Linked DNA regions of Mus musculus: regions 1, 3 and 4 are each linked to region 2. A link is a contact called in public Hi-C and promoter capture Hi-C data. All regions are on one chromosome and are shown on one strand. Each heading gives the region's core, a stretch centred on a gene start, on an enhancer-like site or on the middle of the called end of the contact. The rest is flanking DNA. Distances are from core to core; before and after follow the strand shown. Region 1 has its middle 49 kb from the start of Gm28818. Region 2 holds the start of Fn1 (fibronectin 1). Region 3 has its middle 19 kb from the start of Gm4319. Region 4 holds the start of 4933417E11Rik (RIKEN cDNA 4933417E11 gene).

Region 1 (5,629 bases), core at 620-3,119, 290 kb after region 2:
AACCTTAAATGACACCAAGCCAACTGCAGTTAATGCCTCTCAAGACCATCCAGTGTACTGGCTAGAACTGTCTTGTAAATCCTGCTCTGTGGGAAACAGGATTTAGCAGAGTTTCTCACAGTGTGGTTCTGGGACAGTCTCTGTGGTTAACACATTCCCAGGCTCTATTCCTGGTTATCTCAAAAAGGTCTTAGGAATCTGCTCTTTTTGCCTCCTTGAGAAAAGGTCTTGCTTGTAGACCAGGTTGGCCTTAAATCTGTAATCATCCTTTGTCAGTTTTCTGAATCCTGAGATTTCAACCATATACTACCATGCCCAATTAAAAACTTCAATTTCTTCTCCCTTCTCCTTTTCCTTCTTTCCTTCTTTCTTCTTTTCTTCTTCCTCCTTCCTTCCTTCTTTCCCTTGTTCCACTTCTTTCTTCTCTTCTTCCTCCTCCTCTTCTGCTTCCTCTCTTCCTTCTCCTCCTTTTTCTCCTTCTCCTCCTTCTCCTTTTTCTCCTTCTCCTTATTCTTGTTCTCCTCCTCGTCCTTCCTCCTCTTCTTTTTCCTTTTTTCTTCCTCCTCCTCCTCTTCCTTCTCCTCCTCCTCCCCCCCCCTCCTCCTTCTTCTTCTTCCTGAAACTTGCTTTGCAGACCAAGCTGGCCCTGAAGTCACAGATCACCTCCTCCTGCCTTCTGAGTTCTGGTATTAGCAGGCATGCCACTATGTCTGCAACAGCCCACTTTTTAATGGTGTTTTCTGGGTGTTTAGGGTTTGTTGCTGTTGTTTGCTTGGCTTTTAGTTCTTTATATATTTTTGTACTTTAACCCTCTGTCAGATTACAGTTAGTAGATTTTCCACCTATTCAGCAAGATGTCTCTTCAGTTTATGAACCATTTCCTTGGCTGAAACACAGAACCTTTCTAATTTCACAAAACCCCACCTATTGATTATTAGTCTTATTTTCTGGGTGACCAGAGTCCTTGTCAAGAAGTCCTTACCAGAGCCTATATCCTGGTGTGTACTCCCTATCTGTTCTCGTAGGGCATTCACAGTTTCAGGTCAAAGATCTTTGACCCATTTGAAATTGATTTGTGTTCAGGGTAAGAAAGAAGGATCACGTTTCATTCTTCTACGTGTAGAACTTTCCTCAGCACTATTTATTAAAAATGCTCCAATGTGAATGTTTGACATCTTCATCAAAACTCAAGTGGCTGTAAGTCTATGAACTTATGTCTGGCCCCTAGAGGGATCTATTTTTTAACAAGCTTCCCATATGATAACTGCCAGAACATTTGGAAATCATTTGTCTAGACTTGTTATTCTTAAGTATTTATTTGCCTAGGAATATCTTCTTCTGAAAGGAGATACTACACACAAGTCAACATATAAAATAGATAAGAATAAGATTTTCATAGAGGAAGGGCTCAAAATACTCCATCCCTAGCTGAAGAACTATTGGCAGATCAGGACTGAGAAGGGAGGAAGGGTCAGTTTTCTTCAAACGTGTGAGGCTCATGGTGAGTTGCCCATGTTCCAGTGGATGGCCCTGATCCATGCACTATATCCTGTCCCTCGTCTCTCCCTCTCTATTTTTGCTTCCAGGCCACCATGAGGCAAGCAGCTATGCTCTCTCCTACTCTCTGTTATGTTGTTCTGTAGTTAGGAGCAATAGCGCCTGCTAATAGACTAAAACTTTGCACCAGAATAAGTATTTCCTATTACGGTGTTTTTCTTGAGTATTTTATCACTGCAACAGAACACCAACTAACAGCTCTGTTCTGGACATAGTTAAAAAAATATTTCTTGCTTTAATGAAATGCTTTACTCCCTATGAATCCATTATGCAGGAACAAGCTAATGTTCAGGGAGTGATTTATGCATAGCTCTGGAATTAGTCAGTAGTAAAAGTTGCCCAACATTGTAAATGTGCTTGATGCTACTGAATTATACACTTTTAAACAGAAGGGTAAACTTGATATTGTATATTTTTATTGAGTTGAAAAAAAGATTTATTCACAAAAGTATTCCTGTCATCATTATTTATGGTAATGGGAATTTTAAAATGCTGAAGCTCAACATGAGAGTCGCTGCCACATTACAGTGCCTTGGGGGATGCTCTGACATGCGCAAAGAGAAAAACAAAAGGAAGGATGGAAGACTGTGCAGTTGGCTCCTCATGTCCATAGGTTTCAGAGCTGTGGTTTCATCCAACTTCAGATTAAAAATGCAGTTCTGGCCAGGCAATGATGGTGCATGACTTTAATCCCATATTTTGAGAGAGAGGTAGGCAGTTCTCCAAGTTTGAGGCCAGCCTGACCTATAGAGTGAGTTTCAGAATACCCAGGGCTACACAGAGAAACGCCATCTTGAAACACTGAAGAGAAGAGAAGAGAAGAGAAGAGAAGAGAAGAGAAGAGAAGAGAAAATACAGTTCTGCCCATGATGCATAATTCCACATGCACTATGGTGGTTATTCCTGTAGTAGATTTGAACAAAATTGTTTCTTACAAGGGACATCTGTGTAAAATATCACCTCAATCTCAACGATTTCCTCAAATCTAGAGCAATCTGGACGGGACTAAATCAGAGTATTGCTAGTAATGGAACCTAGAGGAATGATGGGATTCTTAACACTTTCTCCAGTACTTTCTGGAGTTTTCTACAGTTATTATACGTCGTTTAAAGGGCAAAGAGTTTTAAAAGGAAATAAACAATCATTTTACTGGTTGGTCTCTATGAAGTTGCTGCTAATTAGTGAACAAAGGAACATTCATCTCTGATCCTATGTAAGTTTTATTTATTATTTTGGTTTTCTGAGGCAGAATTTCACACAGTCCTTGAGCTTGCTTTGTAAACCAGGCTGGCCTTGAACTCAGAGAGATCCACCTGCCTCTGCCTCCTGAGGACTGCGATTAAAGGCAGGTACCACGGTGGCCACCACCACCACTTGGCTATTCTTAAATATGATTAAATATGGATGGAACTTGTGAAAAGACACAAGAATACTAACAGCAAACAGACTCTGAGTCTGGGATTGTGTCCAGCCCTCAGCAAGCCTTGAGTCACAGCCTCTGCGGTAAGCAGCAGTAACACTCGTGATTACACCTGGTTTTAAAGAGACACAGAGATGTTTGTGTAACCTGCCCCAAAACAAGATAGGTGAAAACAGAACTCATTCCCAGATAGCTGGGCTCTGGAGTTCATGCTCTTAGTGCCTCTGGGATATATATGTATGTATGTGTGTGTGTGTGTGTGTGTGTATGTGTGTGTGTGTGTATATGTGTATATGTGTATATATATATTAATATATATATATATATATATATATATATATATGAAAAAATAATAAATAAGAAGAATTGTGTTAGCTTTAATAATCAAGACGTATTGATGTATTAATAACCTGGCACCAGCATGGTGTTTTAAAGCAATAGGAATGTAGCCAGGCATGGTGGAGGACCTGTGATTTCAGCACTTGGGAGGGGAGACAGAGGCAGGAGCATTACAGTGAACAGAAGCCAGCTGGAGCTATGTAGTAAGCTCCAAAGCAGACTATGTTTTCAAAGAAACAAAAGACCCACTGTGTTATCTTCCCATTCTAGGTCTCAGAAACCTGAAATTACCTCCAGGGCTATGCTCCTTCCATTTGGAGATTCCAGGATAAAGCCTCTTCCTGGCTCAGCATCTTCGTTAACTTGTACCCTCTTCATCTGTCTTTGACCCACGTGATGTCTCCTCAACCCCCTGCTTCTGTTCTTCTTCACTCTTTTCTCTGACTTCCTGTCTCCTCGTGTAAGGATTGTGTAATTCAGTTAGCCATTCTAATTGTCTGCAATAACCTGGCTCTATCTCCAGAACCCCACTTCCATCACATAAAAGCGTTAGGGCGTGAGCGTCTTTAGGAACAGTAACTAGGTTTACCACAGTAGGATATAAAACTTCAGCAAATACAGTGTGTAGTGAAACCCATCTGAACCCAAATGTGGTGAGCGGGTAGGGAAGTTTCCAGCAGCTGTCAAATACCCAGAGAATGTACTAATGTTCGCTGAATAATTACTTTTAAATCCTCCTGGCTTAAAACCTTATAAATCCTTCTTAAACATGTATTTTCTTTTTTTTTTCTTTCCATTTTTTATTAGGTATTTAGCTCATTTACATTTCCAATGCTATACCAAAAGTCCCCCATACCCACCCACCCCCACTCCCCTACCCGCCCACTCCCCCTTTTTGGCCCTGGCGTTCCCCTGTTCTGGGGCATATAAAGTTTGTGTGTCCAATGGGCCTCTCTTTCCAGTGATGGCCGACTAGGCCATCTTTTGATACATAAAACATGTATTTTCTTAAAGAGTTTGTTAAAACGACTTTTCAGTACTCAAGTCTATGGAAGTAACCACTAAGATAAATAACACAAAAAAATCAATAGTTTATGAGTTCATTCCTTTCAAGTTGCTATACCTTAGATCTTAAGCACGTGCTAAAGACCTCTGTGGTAAAGGTTTGATCCCGCGAGGTAGTGGTTTGAGAGGTGGTAGGAACATCAGAAGCTAGAGCCTAGTTGGAACTTTTTCATTTATTTATTATTTATTTATTTATTCTTTTCTCATCTCGACCAAAGTTCCTCCTCCCTCCTCCCCTCTTAGTACCGCCCTTCACCTCTCTTCTCTCCTAAGTCCACTCCCCCATTTCCCTTCGAAAAAATAACAGAAAGAAAGAAAAGAAAGAAAGAGAGGTTGAGTAGGCCATCAAGGAATATCAACCAAACACGGCATAGTAAGTTACAATAAGAGTAGGCACATAACCTCATATCAAAGCTGGACAAGGCAACCCAATGGGGGAACAGGGGTTCCTAAAGCAGGCAAAGGTATCAGAGGCATCCCCCCACTCCCACTGTTATGGGTCTCATAAGAACACCAAGCTGTACAACCACAACATAGATAGATGATAGATAGATAGATAGATAGATAGATAGATAGATAGATAGATAGATAGATAGATAGACAGACAGACAGACAGACAGACAGGACCTAGGTCAGACCCATCCAGACTCCCAGATTGTCACTTCAGTCTCTGTGAACTCCTATGAGCCCTGGTTAGTTGATTCTATGAGTCTGTTTTCTTGTGGTATCCTTGACCCCACTGGCTCCTACAATCTTTCCTCCCCTTCCTCCTCCCTGAGCTCTGTCTAATGTTTGGCTGTGGGTTTCTACATCTGCTCCCATCAGTTGCTGGATGAAGCCTCTCTAATGATGACTATGCTAGATGATTAATATCATTAGAAATAATTAACTTTTTCTTTCTTTCCTTTTTCTTTTTTTCTCTTTCTCTCTTCCTTCTTTCCTTCCTTTCTTTTCCTTTCTTTCCTTCTTTCTTTCTTTCTTTCTTTCTTTCTTTCTTTCTTTCTTTCTTTCTTTCTTTCTTTCTTTCTTTTTGCCTATCATGTTTGGTTCTATCCTGGATCTCTGAGCTATCCAACCTCTAGTTCCTGGCTCTCCAGGCAGTGTCAGGTGTGGGCTTCCTCTCCTGGCATGGGTCTCAAGTCAGACCACTCATTGGTTGGCCACGCCTACAAGTTCTGTGTCACCTTTACTGCAGTACATCTTGCAAGCAGGACAAATTGTAGGTGGAAGGTTCTGTGTCTGGCTTGG
Region 2 (5,901 bases), core at 897-3,396:
TATCAAGGGGCTTCAGGAGTCTCCGAAGTGGTAGTGGGTTGTTGTTTTTGTTTTTTTCACGGAACTGCAGCTAACAAATCACTTTACAACCCAGTGCCTCAAAGCAACTTCTGGCCCATAATTGGGAGCCAAAAGATCCGAGATCACTTTCTAATAAATTAAACTTTTATAAGCAAACTTTTATAAGTTTTCTTTTTGAAGGGAGACACGCAAAACCTCTCATTTTCTAATCAAAAGCTCCAAGAGAATAAAAAGGCGGCTTTGGAGACTCGTGTGGATTACATTTGTTTTAGAGGTAAGAGCATGTGAAAAGCCAGTGCAAGAAGTCTAATAAGAGGGAATTACAAGCGACTGGAGCAGGGAGGAGGAGAAGGCAAATGTGGTTTTACTTAGAGCATCATCTCTGCCAGGGCCCAGACTGCCTTCCACTTACGCTCAGGCTTGCTCTCGCAGTTAAAACCCCGGCTTCCTCCATAGCAGGTACAAACCAGGGCGTTGCCTAGGTAGGTCCGTTCCCACTGCTGATTTATCTGATAGTGCTTCCCATTGTCAAAACAGCCAGCTGCGAAGAATTGATGGGGAAAGTTATTAACAGTTCCATCCCTCCCTCTCTTTTTTCCCCTACAAAACTACTGAATTTTGCCAACTGACTTGGTGAGCCTGCACAAACAAAAAAACTCTTAAAAGCAATATTCCACTAAAGTTCAGATGTGGAAACTAGCTAATCAAAGATTTAAGCATTGTTTATGTAGATGGATGTTTAGGGGTTTTTTCCTTCTTATCTTTTAACTTGGGTAAAAGTTATACAATGACGTCATGTCCTTATGGGCAGGGGAACTACCTCAGCAGACTTGAAACACTCTGAGAGGCCAGAAATAGAAATTACTTTTAAATCCTGAGGGCTTCAATACTCTTAACAACAACAACAAAAAGACAAGAAAGAAAACTTAAGTTGGGTGTCTTGATGACTATGCCAATAACCCCAGCTCTGTAGAAACTGAGGCAGAAGAATTGCTCCCAAGTTGAACACACAAGCCTGGACAACACAGGAGAATGCCAGGCTAGCTTAGGCTACAGTGTGAGATCATGGCAAAAAAAAAAAAAAAAAAAAAAAAAGAAAAAAAAAAGAAAAGAAAAGAAAAGAAAAGAAAAAGAAAAAAAGGAGGGAGAACTTTTAAATTTTCCTCTAGCCCAAGATAAAGGAAGAGTGTGTCTCTGAAAAACTGGAAGAGAAATGGCTATCCTTGCTCTTGGGGAAAGAATCCTAGGCTACCCCCCCCCCCCCAAAGCACTGAGCCAACTAACATCTCTTTCAAGTTGGTAAGAAACTACCTATTTAGATAGTCTCACCTCCTCCCCGTGTTAAATATTTAACCAGCTATTTGCTGATAAAGAAAATAAGGATCAGGGGAACCACAATAATCTCTGATGTAAAATTTGTAAGTTCGTGTCTCTTTTCTCTTTCACACGTTTTGGTTCCTGGAAGGGCGAACTGAAGGTGTAGAATTTGTTAGCGCACTTGAGGGGAAGAACAGACGGTCCCTACCTCCACTTCACCAGCAACCAGCCTGTTCAGACCTAAGCCTTTTGTGTCCACAGCTGGTTTCCCTCGATAAAGCGCGCACTCACACACGTTCGCACAGCCACGCACGCGCGCAAAAACTTTAGCCACAACTTGAGCGGGCGCTTGAGGACCAACCCATCCCTGCCGCCGGCCGGTTTGAACCAGACTGTCGGTACTCACGCTTGCTCTGACTGACAGCCACCGGGGATTGAGGCTGCACGATTTGCTGAGCCTGCCTCTTGCTCTTCCCGGCTTCGGTGCAGCGCACCGAGGTCCCCAGGCACAGGACTGCCAGCAGCAGCAGCCGCCCGGGTCCCGGACCCCTGAGCATCTTGAGTGGATGGGAGGAGAGTCGCCCTCCCCAGGAGGCAAGTGGCCACGAACTGTGGGTCCCCTCGCAGCCTGCGGGAAAAGTCCTGAGGTGGGGACGCCGGTAAGGAGATGGAAGGAGAGGACCAGAAGTTGTCCGGCTCACACCCTGGGCTCCTTTTCTCCCCCTGTGCAGCGCAGCGGGTGCGAGCGGTTGAGCCCCAAGAGCAGAGGCTTATATGGGACAGTACCTTCCCGCCCCCCACGAGGCCCTGCGCGCCGGGGAGGAGGGTCCGGTCCGACTCCTCCCGCCCCTCCTGCCGCCGCAGCCGCCGCCGACCGCGCGCCTATTGGCCCAGAGTCCGGGTGACGTCACGGGGTACGGTGGGTTCGCCCCGAACAAAAGAGATGCTGATCTCCCGCCAGGTCTGGGACTAGAGAACTTTTTTCCCCTTTCTGGTTTCCTTTGCGGTCGTCAAACTTTTGGGAGGAGGATTGGGGGTAGGGATGGGAAACGGCTGTAAAGTGATGTAGACTCGAAGGAAAGGGAGGGAGGGGCTGGAGCCTAAGGAAGCCTGGGGTGGTAAGGCTTACCCCCCTCATCTCTTAACTTTTTTTTTTTTAAATTGGTGGCTGTGGTGGTGTTTGAGAACATTGCGTCACCTCTGAGAAAAGTCTGTGCACACCAGAGTGTATTTTGTGGGAAGGGAAAAAGTCATAAAGTGGCCACCACCTTGTCCCTGTAGGAATCCAAACTTCACTTTTGCAGCCCCGGGGCGGGGCGGCTCCTTCTGGGTGCTTTTCCTGGGTCCTGGGCGCCGCCTAGGGTCCCCTATCTTTGCCTTTATGGTGTTAGGTAGGCTCAGACCTCGGTTTCTCCACGCAGTACCTGCCAGGTTTCAAGGAAGAGCCTGGGAGAGAGTGAGCGCGTGGCAGAGGTGACCCCCTTCCCTGAGCTTCCACAGCCCTCGGTTCCGCGCGGCGCTCTACAGATTCCAGAGAAACTCACAGGACCAAGTTTCTCTCTAAGAGGAAGCAACAGAAAGTTTCTTTTCTAAGTCGTGAAGCACAGTTTTCCTTTCCTGGGGATGGGGTGCCCGTTTCTTTTAAAAGGGCAGTAGTGAACAGCTTAAGAAGGGGAAAAGTTGAACTGGCTGATGAAGGGGGGCGGGGGGACCCTTCCCGTCCATGCCACGTTCACTGGGCCATCTGCACTCAAACCTAGGTGGCCTCTGAAGGGGGAGTTGGGGTGAGGATGGGTACAAAGATTTAATGTCTTGCCTCCCTCCAGACTTTACCCCGAATCCCCTTGCATGTGTCCGGGCGTTTATTTTATTTTATTTTATTTTATTTTCAGACTTCGCAGTCATGGCAGAATTCCACTATCCACCCCTCCCCCGCTGCCAGATTTTTTATATTTCAATTGTTATCTGCTCCAAGAATGTATAAAGTTCCACTGAAAATTCTCTGGACTTCCTACACTACTGAAGTTGAAAAGGGAATAGGAGACGTCCCCCTGAAGCCAGCAGCTCTAACACGTTGGTCTTTTTTTTTTTTTTTTTTTTAACCTTTCAGACACACACAAGCCCAGTTGCTTTGGTAGGGCTTCAAAAAGACCTTCAAGAAGCCCACTATTTTCAGAGTAGCAGATCCGAACCCCAAACTTGGCTTTCTCCCTCGGTTAGGCGCATGGTCTCCTTTGCTTTGAGAACATATTAAAGCTACTAGCTAGCAAAATATGTTGTTTGTACCAGGTTCTTGGATAATTTGAATTTGTGTGCTTTATAAAATCCTCAACACATTAAAGACACAAAATTAACATTTATCTTTATTGATGTAAAGAACTAAAAACAAAACAAACACACACACACACACACACAAAAAAAACCCACAGCAAATACCAGTTTCTTACAAGCAGTGTAAAATAAGTCAAGAATCTTTGTGACCAACACTCAGGGTTGAACCAGTGCCATACATTCCCCCAAATTTAGAATCCCGTCTGAGTTAGTTTTTTTGGAATTTCTCATCATCCCTTGACAAAACGGTTTTCTCTTTCAGATATAAAAGGGCTCCTTGTAAAACAGTGAACTTCTGGGAAGTGCTCTCTCCAGGGGGGGAGAAGGATACCTGGAAATCAGGATGCTTGCTAGATAAACCCGAAGGGAAGGCTTTCCACAAATATGGTAGATTCTGGAGGAAGGAAATAAGTGGTTAGAAAAGAATTTTGTCACAAAAATATGATAGTTTGGTGTATTTACCGTACTCAAAATACTTTAAAATAATATACTTATTGGAAAGGTTTGTGGGGAACCCACTTTACATTTCAGAAGAAAGTTTTCTCTTTCAGTCCCATAGAAAATGTCTCTGGTGGCCCACAAGCAGAAATATTTGGCTGAATTTTATAGGAATGCTTTGACTTGAAAGTTGTGTTTTGGTTTTGATTTGGGACATGGAGATATTTTCTTAATTAAGGTAAACTGGCCCTGCTACGGTAGCCTTCCCCCATCCAGATCTCTTCCAATTCAAGTCGATTATCTCTAACTCAGAGGTAATGAAATCTTAAAGACTACAGTTGGGGGTCAGGGAGCTGGAGAGATGACTCAATGGTTAGAGCACAGGCTGCTCTTCCAGGGGACCCAGGTTCTGTTCCCAGCAACCACATGACCATGACCACCCACAACCATCTGTAACTCTAATTCTAGGGAATCAGTTGAAATTATACCTCACCAAACTCTTGGGTTTTTGTTTTGGGTGTTTTTGTTGTTGCTACTGTTGTTGGTTTGTTTTGGAGGGATTGTTTTGTTTTGTTTGTTTGATTCTTTTGTTTGTAGTACTTTTAGCATTCTCTGGTTTTATTTCAAAGACCTAATCCTAAATTGCAACAACAGAGCATCCTCATTTCTTAGTTTTTCTAGGAGGAAGTTGGCCTGAATTCAGTATACTGGTGGCTTCTCTTTGCCCATCAGCTCCTTGGGGGCACTAGCTGTCTGTGTGTGGCGGTATAAATGTGACCAAGACACATCTAAGCATGAAGGACCATGCCTTGCCTTGCTTCCCCCTGTAATTGCCAGGATGGCAGGATTTCCCCAGTGAGTTTCTGACAACTTAAAATTTCACTGGGGAAAAGAGAACGCATACATCTGTGGGGTACGTTCTTCAGATGTTGGCTGTCGGAGGGAGACGGTCAAGAGTGTGTGTGGTAGAGAGCTTGAGCTGGTTTGACTTCTTTTGAGTTAAAGTCGTAGTTGGGTGAAGAGCAAAGATAATTTATTAGACCCACTCACTCAGGACTGAAATAGAAACAGCTCACGGGATAAGCTTTAAGGGTAAAGTTTTATGTTCTAAGCATTTGGCGGTTGTTGTTTTTTTTTTTTTAAGACTAATAAACATTATAGGCAATATCCCTACTGACCAAATTGCTTGCCTACTGGGGGAGGGGAACTCCTGATAAGAACATCTGGACTTCAAAGAATACAATTGGGTGACAGTGGCTGGGTTTTTTTTTTTTTTTTTTTTTTTTTTTCCTGAAAATCTTTGGCCTTTATCCTCCTATTAATCTCTGAGTCCTGCCAGGGGAAGTCTTTGGCTGGGTGACCTTAAAACTTTCAGCCACCGGACCGTGTAGCGTGTTTATAAATGTCCTGATTTTTCTATCGTTGAGTTGGACGGAGATAGATTACAATTGTTTTGTTTATTTTGGTTTTTAGGGTTTGGAGAGGGACATAGTTTGCTGTTGTTTTGTTTTTGTCTTTGCATGAAATCCTTCCTTCTTTTTCTCCTTAAAACAGCCACGTTTGCAAAACTGCTGCTCATTTAGCACAGGTGTAGAAAAAGCATTAGCTGCCCCGTGGGTAGGCCGTGTGGAGAGAGAGTCTGAGCAGTTTGTCCAGACTTGACAGGAAGAAGCTGGCAACTAGGGAGCAAATGTTTGATAACGGTTTTAAATTATGCTGTGAAAGCTGGCTAATTTTAACTTAATAAGCATTTTATTTATATTTGAAGATGCTTTTTAAAAAAATCAGCACTTT
Region 3 (5,480 bases), core at 509-3,008, 490 kb after region 2:
GACATGAGACTCTCCTTTTCAAGTTGCTGGTCAAGGGCATCCAAGAGATTCCCAAAACATAGCGGGCTATTGCCGTTGCCCTTGGCTGGTTCCCAGAGGTGGAAGGTGACACTGGGCCCAGAGGCCCCTGAGCTGGAACTGACCTGAATGCTCCCCCCAGCCCCCACCCCCCACCCTCCAGGACTAGCTTTTATGATACCAGGAGGTGCCATTCAAGCTTCCAAAGGATGGAAGCAACCAGTAGTCCTCCCCAGCCATGAAGCCCGTGAACCACAACAATGCCCAGCAAGGCACGATAGCCCTAAGGGTACAGTGGTGGCTCGAATAAATTGATAGTAACTAACAGCTCTCTAATTGGACTTCAAGCCGGCTCAACAAGAGGGAAGCCAGGTCTGCTACTGGGAACCAAGCCAACTACCCAGATTAGTGAAACCATGGATCTTGGAGGAGAACCTGCAACCACCTCTTTATTAAACCTCTTTTACTAGCACAGTCTCTAACTACATTCTAAACAGGTGTCCTTACACCCATGAGTAAATGCATCCTCACTCCTCCTCCACGGAACTTCTTGAAACAGATGGAGACTGTTAGAGGAAACCACAGCTCATCAAGAGATCATGTCGTGTCCAGTCCCATCAGATTCAACTACAGCACAACCCCTCCGCCTTAGCCTCCGGGATCGCCATGGAAGAGAAAGGAAAGATTGTCAAAGCCAGAGCAAACAGGAAGTTTGCTGTGAGATTGTGTCTCTCAGAAATGTCAGAGAAACTAGACCCATGGGGTCTCATAGTCATGGCTGCCTAAGCAAGACTTGAACAAGGATGAGGGCAATAGGCCTGCTAACCAGGAAGGAGGAAGTCTCACGAGGCTCCAACCTGTAAGCAATTAAGGAATAATGAGAGTGTGAGAAGTAACCTACCTAGGGAAGAGCTCTGTGACTGGTTATACAAAACCAAGTGGCCAGCCTTGAAATGGTGGGTGTGTGTGTGTATACAATTATATATATATGTGTGTGTGTGTGTATATATATATATATATATATTAACATTATAATAAAAACATTATACAAACTTAGCACTTTATATTTACATAGTTAGAAATATATACATACAAAATATACATATATAACAATAATTTTTTAAAATTTTTTAAGATTTATTTTATCTATTTTATGTATATGAGCACACTGTAGCTGTACGGATGGTTGTGAGCCTTCCTGTGGTTGTTTGGAATTGAATTTAGGACCTCTGCTCACTCTGGTCAACTCTGATTGCTCAGTCCCTGCCTGCTCTAGCCCAAAGATTTATTTACTATAAATAAGTACACTGTGACTGTCTTCAGACACACCAGAAGAGGGCGTCAGATCTCATTACAGGTGGTTGTGAGCCACCATGTGGTTGCTGGGATTTGAACTCAGGACCTTCGGAAGAGCAATCAGTTCTCTTACCCGCTGAGCCATCTTGCCAGCCCAACCATAATTTTTTAAATAAGCTGTAAATTTGAGAGAGAACAAAAGTACATATGGGTGTTGAGAGGAAATATGTGATTATGTTATAACCTCAAAATAAAATCATATATTAAAAATAAATTTTAAAGAAGGATTACAATAGAAGTAGAAAATGGAAGAAAGGTGGAAAGGGGCGAGAAGAAAAAAGAAGGGAAGGAGAGAAAAGAAAGGGAAATTAACTGTTCTGGTAGTGTTAAGGACAAAGGCGGACTTGCCAGACAACAGAATGGGTCAACAGCGACACCTAGTGCTCAATCAGAATCCTGCACTGCTCTTCCGCGTGCAAGGAGGATCCGTTGTTTATTGTAAAATGCAAATCAGCTTCATTTGTCAACTGCCTGAGATTCCCATGCGTGTTCACTTAAGCCCTTATGCTGTTGTTTCTACAGATGTTCGCAGATAAAGGCACAGATTGCTCCGGAGAGACCTGGAATCACACAACCTCGGTGCAAGAGGGGGTGGTGTAGGGGTGGGGGGGTGAGAACCCCCTCAGCCCCTCTTCCTAAGGGCTACACTGAGTGCCTAAGGGTCCCTGGAGGAGAGAGGTTCTCTGTGGGTTTGTAGGTTTGTTTGTTTGCTAACGATGTTTTTTACATGGTAAAATTTAGATGGTGTCCATTTTAAAAAAAAAAAAAATTCTGGATTTGCTTTCAATCTTTTCCCACTACTCTTAACTCTCTGGTGAATAGTGAATTCTGCAGGGAACTACTTAAACTGAAAACTATCTAACTACCTATTAAAGCTATAAATGGAGTGTGTGCCAATGATTTTTAGAGCAGAGATGTCTTCGACTACTTGTGGTACTTGGAATTCAACCTAGAGCCTAGTATATGCTAGACACTCTTGTACTGAGGTATCTACCCCTAGTCTTTTCCAATGATTTGGGGAGGGGAGGAGTGAAATATTATTTGCAATGATAATGTTCAAATAGATAACATTAATAAGGTGTAACTGTGCTATTGAAGGAACTCTAGCATAGAACACTAGGCACCCAGTTACTAGGCCTTCCAAGCCACACACACACACACACACACACATGCACACACACACACACACACACACACACTCACTCACACACACACACACACACACACACACACACGCACCCAAACACCTTTTCCTCATTTCTGCTCATCTCCCCTTCTATCTATCGCTCATCTTCCTCCCCTTACTCTCCTCGGGTCACACCCAGCCCACCTCCCTGTTTTCTGAACCTCTGGGGTTTCTAGGACCTCCGGGGGTAAACATTTTAAATTTGGATCTGACTTCTTTCGGTGACAATCAAGAGAAGGGCACTGGACAAGGGATACACAGCACTGCAGTAAAGACATAGCTTAGTTAACCCAAAAGGCTACACACGGCAGACAGAGCAGCAGTGGTTTTCCATGAGAAGACAATCTTCTCGTGGACAGGCACAAAGGTGCTGCCCTGGAATACCCGCCTATTTGCTGAAAGAACCACCTCTCAGTGAGTATTCATTGGATCCTTTAAGAAATGTCCTCGGGGCCAGAGAGAGGATCCAGTTGTAAACGTGCTCACTTCCATCGAGCCTTAGCACAATCCCCAGGACCCACATGGCAGAAGAACAAGATTCTCATAGGTTGTCCTCTGACCTCCACGTGCATGTTGTGACATGTAGAGACACACACACAGACCAAATAAGCAAGGGTTTTTGTTTTGTTTTTGATGTTTGTTTGTTTACGACAAGGTCTCTCTACATAACCCTCATTGTCCTAGAACTCACTATGTAGACCAGGCTGGCCTCAAACTCACAGAGATCCTCTTGCCCCTGCCTCTCATGTGTTGGAATTAAACACCTGTGCCACCATGCCTGGCCAAATAGAGTTACTTTTAAAAACAGAAACAAGCTTTGCCACTCTTCTGAGAGACCACAGACCTTCCTGGCTCCTCCCGAGGACTCCTCACCTACTGACGGTGCCAGTCTAGTTCTCAGGGAGAACCAAGAACCAACCCTCTAACCTTTTGCCTTTCAGCTTCACCTGTGACATAGTCCTAAAGCATGGTGTAATGCAATTTTCTCTATAACCATTCATTCATTCATTTATTCATTCATTCATTCATGTTTTCTTATATTGAGTATCACCAGAAACCTAAAACTACCTGACCCCCAAACCCAGCATTTAAAACTAACTTGCCGGGATTATGAAAATAGTCTAGAAGCTACTCTTCATAGCTGAAACATTGTGGTTTATCTGAACTCTAGGCAGCCTTCGTGTGTGTGTGTGTGTGTGTGTGTGTGTGTGTGTGTGTGTGTGTGTGTGTTCGTGTGATTGCATGTGTGTGCTTGTTTGTAGGTGTGTGTATGTATTTGCCTATGTGTGCAGGCATTGATAATCACTGATATATATATATATATATATATATATATATATATATATATATATATATACACACACACACATATATGTGTGTGTGTGTGCATGCACACATATATGCCTCATATACTACATATTTCTTGCAATACTCCCTTCAGACTACCTTCCTCCTCTTGACAGTTGAAGAAATCAGTCACAAAAGTTATGCAAATTCCCCATCTTGTTACAGCTCTGCTCACTTGAGACCCCCGGGATGCAGCTGAGAGACTCTGCACTCTGCCATTCTGCTACACCCTTCTCTGTGTTGAGGTCTGTGCCCACCCCCACCCCAGCAGAGCTGTAGCCATTTTGTTCCATGCCTGCCAGCTATTTCACCTTGTTGCTGTAATATGCCTGCCAGTCATTGCCACAGAAAAATAACTGACTCAGGATAGGTCATGCTGACCGTATCCCCTGTTATGTTCTGTATGTTCTGAGGTTTGTTAATCTTAAGAAATTCCACAGCCACAGAGCCAATCAGAATAAAGGTCAGTTATAACTCTGCGGTCTAGCTAGCCAAAATGTCTTGTGTCGGCGCTGATGACTGGACACTTCCTGCCCCTGTGTAGGAAACCTTTGGAAAAACCTATGGTTTTTGTGGGGTTTTCCTTTATAAGCCTGCCCTGAGAAGTGTTTGTTGTTGTAGCTCAGATAATTCTCATCTGATCAGTCTTAGGGCGTGCATTCCATAAACTATCCTTGTCTGACTGAGATTGGTGTTTGCGTGGTTTGTGGAGCGACTTGTGGACCACAACACTGCATCCTTGGCCTCTGATTTTTGATCAAGATCAACAGAAGGCTCAAGGGGGTGAGCAATTTCTGTGACACTTCAGAGTTAAAGTTAAGTGTCTTCCAACCTTGTTTTTTATGTGTTAAACTAAATTTATCAAGACAGGTCAGCTTGGAAATTGCTGTAAAGTTTCAAAAGCAGTCTCTAAACAAAATTTCTCCAGTTCCTTCACAACTCACTGTGGATGTCCACACCTCCACCTTTAAACTCCTTCTAGGGGGCTGGAGAGATGGCTCAGCAGTTAAGAGCACTGACAACTCTTTTGGAGGTCATGAGTTCAAATTCCAGCAACCACATGGTAGCTCACAGCCATCTGTAACAAGACCTGACTCCCTCTTCTGGTGTCTGTACTTACATATAATAAATAAAATAAATCTAAAAAAAAAAAGAAAGAAAGAAAAGAAAAGAAACAACTTCTTCTAAAAGCTCCTGTAACATATTTCTGACATAAATATAGTAGAAATATACTTATTCATGACTTGAAGTATAACATATTGGGTTCAAATTATACAATGTAGCAAAGACATGCTTGTGCCATCAGGAGAAGACACTATGATGAAGGGAAAAGAACTTGAGATAAAATATGTCGCAGTTATTCGTTAGCTATTTGAGTTTGAAGAAGTAATCTCTGGACTGGGTCCACATTAGGCAAAGTGAGTAGTGTGGAATACACAACACATGGACTAATCCTGACTGTCAACCTTACTGGATTCAGAACCCCTACAAGTAATACCTGTGGGCATACCTATGGGGAATTAACTGGAGAGAGAGGACCTACTGAGTGTGGGCTACATTATCCAAGGGTCTT
Region 4 (5,102 bases), core at 654-3,153, 350 kb after region 2:
CCAGAAGGCGTCACCTTCTCCTTTCACACAGAGGGTCCAATGTTTACGCTGTTCTGCAGACACCATATTGCAAGGAAGACAGAAGAGCTAAGGGACTCAGAGACATCAGCCCTGGCGATACTGAGCTAATGAGCCAATCAGAAAACTATTAAAACCTCCAGACCTTTGATGATATGAGAAAAACCAACTCTAATTTATTTAAGACATTCTCAAGTTCTTTTATTGCTTATAGCAAAATAGTTTCCAGCCAGTGTACCACCTCCGCTGACAGACATAAGGAGGAGTGGGCTACCATCAATGGACCAGCATCCGGAGGAAGCCAGACATATAGAGTTAAGAAAGCTATGTGAAGGCATTTTGGACTTTTATTATAGCTTCTGAGGTCTCATCAACTCTGGCTAAGCCTCAGAGAATTTCAAAGCAAAGCATATTTGTAGCTAACTGACATAAATTTCGGGTATAAAACTGACATGAAAAATGCATTATCCTTAAAAATTGGTAGAGCACTTAATGACTACAAAGCACTTCCTGGTCTTCAGCCCCGTAATTGGAGTAGGTGATTTACACTCTCGTTTTCACTCAGTGTCAACCAACCACAATGTACAAAATGAAGACATTTGTCTCATCCAAGAAATTATACCCTTAGAAAACAAAGCCCAGACAACGCATCAGGGATTCGGAAAGAGTGAAGGAATGTCAAGTGCTCCTCCAAAAGGCAAGCTGAGAAAAAGCTCAAAACCAGTGAACTCCTCCCTCCTCCGATGCAAGGACCCATTCCAGCTTCATACTGGAATATAGAAACTGAGAAAGAAGACCTCACAGCCCCGCCCCCTCTGCCCCCTCCCACTCGTGAGCTCACCAAGCTGGGTTTGTTTGGGGGTTTATTTATCTCATGTACAGAGCACGTGGGCTCTCAAGATTGTTCCTTTTATCTTAAAATGAAGTTCATAAAAGTGAATTATCTCGGCCGCAGCCATCGTCCAGTAACTCGCCAAAATGACGAACACAAAGGGAAAGAGGAGAGGCACCCAATATATGTTCTCTAGGTCTTTTAGGAAACATGGCGTTGTTCCTTTGGCCACATACATGCGAATCTACAAGAAGGGTGATATTGTAGACATCAAGGGAATAGGCACTGTTCAAAAAGGAATGCCCCATAACTGCTACCACGGCAAAACTGGAAGAGTCTACAATGTCACCCAGCATGCCGTGGGCATCATTGTAAACAAGCAGGTTAAGGGCAAAATTCTGGCCAAGAGGATCAATGTGCGGACTGAGTACATCAAGCACTCAAAGAGCAGAGACAGCTTCCTGAAGCGGGTGAAGGAGAATGATCAGAAGAAAAAGGAAGCCAAAGAGAAGGGCACCTGGGTGCAGCTGAAGCGCCAGCCTGCTCCATACAGAGAAGCACACTTTGTGAGGACTAATGGAAAAGAACCTGAGCTGTTGGAGCCCATTGCATGTGAATTCATGGCCTAAAGTACAAAAGAAATTAAGTACCAGTACCAAGAAAAAAAAAAATAAGTTAATTATCTCATCTCTCAGAGATGAGATGTACAAGATCTGTGCATAGACTTGGACTCTGAGATCCAGTTACATTCTGGAGTTCAATACAACTCCCAATACTTGGCAGTATTTGGAAAGCTTGGAGCTTAACAAGCAGAACGGGAACTGCGGGACTGTTCCTAGAAACACTTCCACTCCCCATCAGATGATTCACCTGTGGATCTCCGCGGAGGTTTCAGTGTGTGCTCAGACCTCACACCACAGGACTCTCCTGGAGGGGAGTTTCCAATATTGACTTAGGAAAGGTCAGCTCTTGCTTAGTGCCAGAACCATGGTGGGTTGCAGCCAGAGCCTCTGGACTCCATTCCTGCATCCCACCCTTCCCAGTATGCAGGACTGAAGACTTAGCATTGGGGGGGGGGGGCTGCTCCTCAGATCTCCAACAGAACCAACTGCCCACTAGTGTACCACATCTCCTCAGAGGTGGTCCAGTAAGATGGAACTCCTAGACGGGCTGCAAGCTTCAAGTGGCCCTTGGAAGTCCGTGGGTTTTGAGCATTTAACTCTTCTCCTAATCTTTAACACGTGACCTCTAAATCCTAGGTCTGGAGCCCTGAAAATTCTAATGAAACGCAATGACTAGTGTAAGACAGTATTGTTTTTCATTTGCTTGCTTGTGAGTTGGTTCTGTGTTTTTGTTGTTTTTGAGTGAATAGGAAAACACGATTACACTTTTTTTTTTTCCTGAAGCTTCCACTTTCCTCAAATTTTCCATTTGGCGGCTATGTATTAAGCCTATTCTTTGTGACCCCAGCTAGTCATTATCATTATGAACGAGAAAATAGAGCAGATGTCTATTTGGATAATGGTGCTGACTTAGTAATCTAGGGAACACTCTTATGGAGGAAAGAGCTCCAGTGAACACCATGTGTGTGATCGGGGCAGAAGTGCAGTTCACCGGAGACATCGTACCAGCTCCATCAGAAGTAATGAGATGTGCACGTGCCTGTGTCTATGTGCTCAGCTGCACATTTGCAATGTGTCGATTCAGAAAAAAAATGAGATTTCTGATTTGCAATGTGTTTGGTTTTCCTGTTTTCCCAGCAATGAATAAAAACCTGTCTTGTAAGGTCAAAACAGCTTACATACAATACCTTCACATGCCGTATAGGATCCTAGCAAAATCTGCATGCACGCTCAGGAATCACTCTCTCTAGAACCAGCATCCTGTTGCAATCCCTAAATGGGTCCTTGAGCGCTAACCAAAACAGTGTTAGCACTTCAAAGTTCACAGATGCGTAAATTAGACAGGAAGGTGAAGGATCAAGGAAGCAGGTTTCTTCATTTCTAACTGCTGCCATCTGGTGTGAATCTAACTCCCGGGGAGAAGCAGACTGGCAGGTGACAGCTTAGAGCATGGCCGGTCCTTTAGGAATGCCACCCAATCCTTTTCCTTGTAATTGGTACCTGCGTTTACATAGATTTACATAAATTATGTATCCGTTCAGATCCTCTTAGTGCCCATTTAGCATTAAAATAATTTGATATTTTTAAGATACCAAGTCTCTTATTTCCTTTCTCTTTTTTCATCTTGCTGTGTTACTCTGTCACTGTGGGCCCCACAGTGGTATCTGTCAATGGAGAAGTCATTCATTTATTGTGTCATGTAAATTGAGGGAATCTGCAATCTTGGCCTGTCCTTTTCACTGTCAATCCAGAGCCAACTTCTGTAAACTTTCTAGGGCTGGATGTGGGAAACAATGAAGATAACACTGCCTTCCTGCTGGTCCCAGAGGAGGCAAAACCTCCTAGCAGATAAACATGGCATGCCTGATTCCCACAGCACAACAGAAGTAGGCAAGCTTGGGGTCACTGGTGTAGTCCCTTCTATTGTGATGATGGTGCTCTCTGCACATTCAACTGTATATCCATCCTGTCCTTTTCAGAAAGGACTCAGGGCATGTCCTCTTCTCTGCTTCCTGGAAGTTCTCACTGACAGTGCTTTGTCGGGCGCTCGTTGCTCTGGTCGTCCGTGACACTCTCTTCTCTGCTATCCAAAGGCACTTAGGAACACTCACATGCCCTCAAGCCCAGCCCCCACACTGACATGAAGCTGTCCTATATACTACAATGGATTTCTTTCTTCCTTGTATTCCAGTGATGAGACCGCTAGAGGATCTTGGGCTTGAAACTTACACAGCCCTGCAGCTCTGCACTGGCGTGTGTATTAGTAGTCCTTGGAGAAGTTGGGCCCTACCCTCCCAGGGAGCTAAATTAACCATAGTGGAACAGATCTCAGCAGTGCAAGCCTTGGTATTCAAAGCATGAGCCAGAGTTGAGAATGCTATAAAACTCACTGGATTTACCAGTAAAGGAAATCTTCACTTGGGAGGGTGTAAACTCACAGAAAGATAAGCTTGGGGTCTCCCCCACTTTCAATGCACACACCATTTTCTTTTCCTGTAGAAGTGATTATTAAATATTTTTAAGAAATAAAATTTTTTTTAAAAAAGAAAGAAATAGAAGAAAACCAAGAGGTTCACCCAGGGTTGAAATTTAGGAGACATATTTGTCTTCCGGGTAATCCTGTCGGGAGTTTAATAGAAAATGAAATCTTTCTTGAGTACAAGCTCTTACTCTCCCCAGCTTTACGGTGACTCTGAGACTCGTGGTCTCCTGTAACCTGTAACATAAGAACAGTAACATAGACCCTACTCGGCAGCCTTCTCGGTGGCTCCAGCGGGACCTGGCTTCTCAGTTCAGGTCCTAGAAGTCAAGAGTTGGTTTGTTAGAATTTTAAGTGGAAGCTCCTTAGTCTAAATCTTCTAACTAATCCAAGGGTTAGTCTTCCCCAGGCTCCAGAGAGTTCCTCAGACACTTCCCCAGGAGTGTTAGATGACCCTTATTCTAAAAGCCAACAGGGATCTGCGTTAGCTAAGCAGCTCTTTGGCCTCTCTTGAAGTGCCTTTTAGAACCCTTAGTTTCCTTTTCACTAAGCGAGCACTAAGCCTTAACCTGAGACCTTTGAATATTAACAAAGAACAAGAACCCAGGAACGATCATATTCCCATGACTAAACCAGAAACTATAGCAAAACCAGTCACAATGTCGATGCTCAGCCAAAAAGGTGCATTTCAATCTCATATAGCTAAGGAGTCTTGGTTAAATCATGCTCAACAACTCCGTGCCATGCAAAGACAGATTATTTGTGATCTATACTATACTATGTGGCTCCCCTTACATTATACTTATTGCGCATGAGCTTCTAGGCTTTCCAATGGATTACTTTAATGAGCTGGGCAATACTGTGTACACATTGCTCCATCTCATCCTCACAGGAACCTCAGAAGGTAAGTGTCACCACAGGTGAAAATTATTTCCCAGGTGATTCAGATAGCATCGGCCCTAGGGGATGGGTGAGGGGCAGGGAAGGGGCTCAATCAGTAAAGTGCTGTCTATACAAGCTCGCAGACTTGAGTTTCTACCTCTAGCATCCACGCACAACATCAGCATACACTCTGAATGCAAGCACTGAGAAGGCAGAGACAGGAAGTTCTCTGGAACTGGGAGGCCAGCCAGACTATCTGAATCAATGA

The links. Promoter capture Hi-C pulls out the DNA fragments that hold promoters and counts their contacts. Hi-C and Micro-C count contacts between places; a contact is called where the count stands out from the background.
Region 1: a contact with region 2 is called in a Hi-C map of uterus, with 2.4 times the contacts expected there. The contact joins the enhancer-like site here to the promoter of Fn1 in region 2. A contact is called at or near these places in 8 of 39 promoter capture datasets (the 3T3-L1 cell line, 3T3-L1-derived adipocytes, cranial neural crest and 3 more), 7 of 484 Hi-C or Micro-C datasets (the N1E-115 cell line, liver and uterus), 4 of 115 datasets of contacts at active chromatin or transcription factors (craniofacial prominence, embryonic forebrain, pancreatic cancer cells and 1 more) and 3 of 9 other capture datasets (adipose tissue, liver and pancreatic islet).
Region 3: a contact with region 2 is called in a Hi-C map of the C2C12 cell line, with 2.7 times the contacts expected there. The contact joins the enhancer-like site here to the promoter of Fn1 in region 2. A contact is called at or near these places in 8 of 39 promoter capture datasets (the C10 cell line, cranial neural crest, embryonic stem cells and 5 more), 1 of 15 datasets of contacts at CTCF or cohesin (the NIH/3T3 cell line), 4 of 484 Hi-C or Micro-C datasets (the C2C12 cell line, the HL-1 cell line, bone marrow-derived macrophages and 1 more), 13 of 115 datasets of contacts at active chromatin or transcription factors (the NIH/3T3 cell line, cardiomyocytes, embryonic limb bud and 3 more) and 4 of 9 other capture datasets (adipose tissue, embryonic stem cells, liver and 1 more).
Region 4: a contact with region 2 is called in a promoter capture Hi-C map of liver, with 9 times the contacts expected there. The contact joins the promoter of 4933417E11Rik here to the promoter of Fn1 in region 2. A contact is called at or near these places in 16 of 39 promoter capture datasets (the 3T3-L1 cell line, 3T3-L1-derived adipocytes, the C10 cell line and 10 more), 1 of 15 datasets of contacts at CTCF or cohesin (the NIH/3T3 cell line), 11 of 484 Hi-C or Micro-C datasets (the C2C12 cell line, the Patski cell line, embryonic heart and 4 more), 11 of 115 datasets of contacts at active chromatin or transcription factors (cardiomyocytes, craniofacial prominence, embryonic limb bud and 4 more) and 3 of 9 other capture datasets (adipose tissue, liver and pancreatic islet).

What each region holds. Positions count from the first base shown.
Region 1 is chr1:71,945,867-71,951,495 of GRCm38.p6, forward strand. No RefSeq gene overlaps it. Among named protein-coding and RNA genes, the nearest start is that of Gm28818, 49 kb to the left of the region's middle. Within about 2 kb of position 1,870, at least 14 of the 459 cell types and tissues checked have an H3K27ac peak or open chromatin away from gene starts, as enhancers often do. A contact at or near this core is called in the N1E-115 cell line and uterus, where this site is marked.
Region 2 is chr1:71,651,088-71,656,988 of GRCm38.p6, forward strand. Fn1 (fibronectin 1) reads right to left here and starts at 2,147. Exons shown (of 46, transcript NM_010233.2): 1 at 1,745-2,147; 2 at 434-562. The coding sequence starts at 1,895. Apol7d (apolipoprotein L 7d) reads left to right here and starts at 2,248. Exons shown (of 4, transcript NR_040308.1): 1 at 2,248-2,299.
Region 3 is chr1:72,140,308-72,145,787 of GRCm38.p6, forward strand. No RefSeq gene overlaps it. Among named protein-coding and RNA genes, the nearest start is that of Gm4319, 19 kb to the left of the region's middle. Within about 2 kb of position 1,759, at least 32 of the 459 cell types and tissues checked have an H3K27ac peak or open chromatin away from gene starts, as enhancers often do. A contact at or near this core is called in the C2C12 cell line and the HL-1 cell line, where this site is marked.
Region 4 is chr1:72,003,292-72,008,393 of GRCm38.p6, forward strand. It overlaps 4933417E11Rik (RIKEN cDNA 4933417E11 gene), which reads right to left and starts at 1,904. Exons shown (of 3, transcript NR_040454.1): 1 at 1,721-1,904. It also overlaps the pseudogene Gm5528.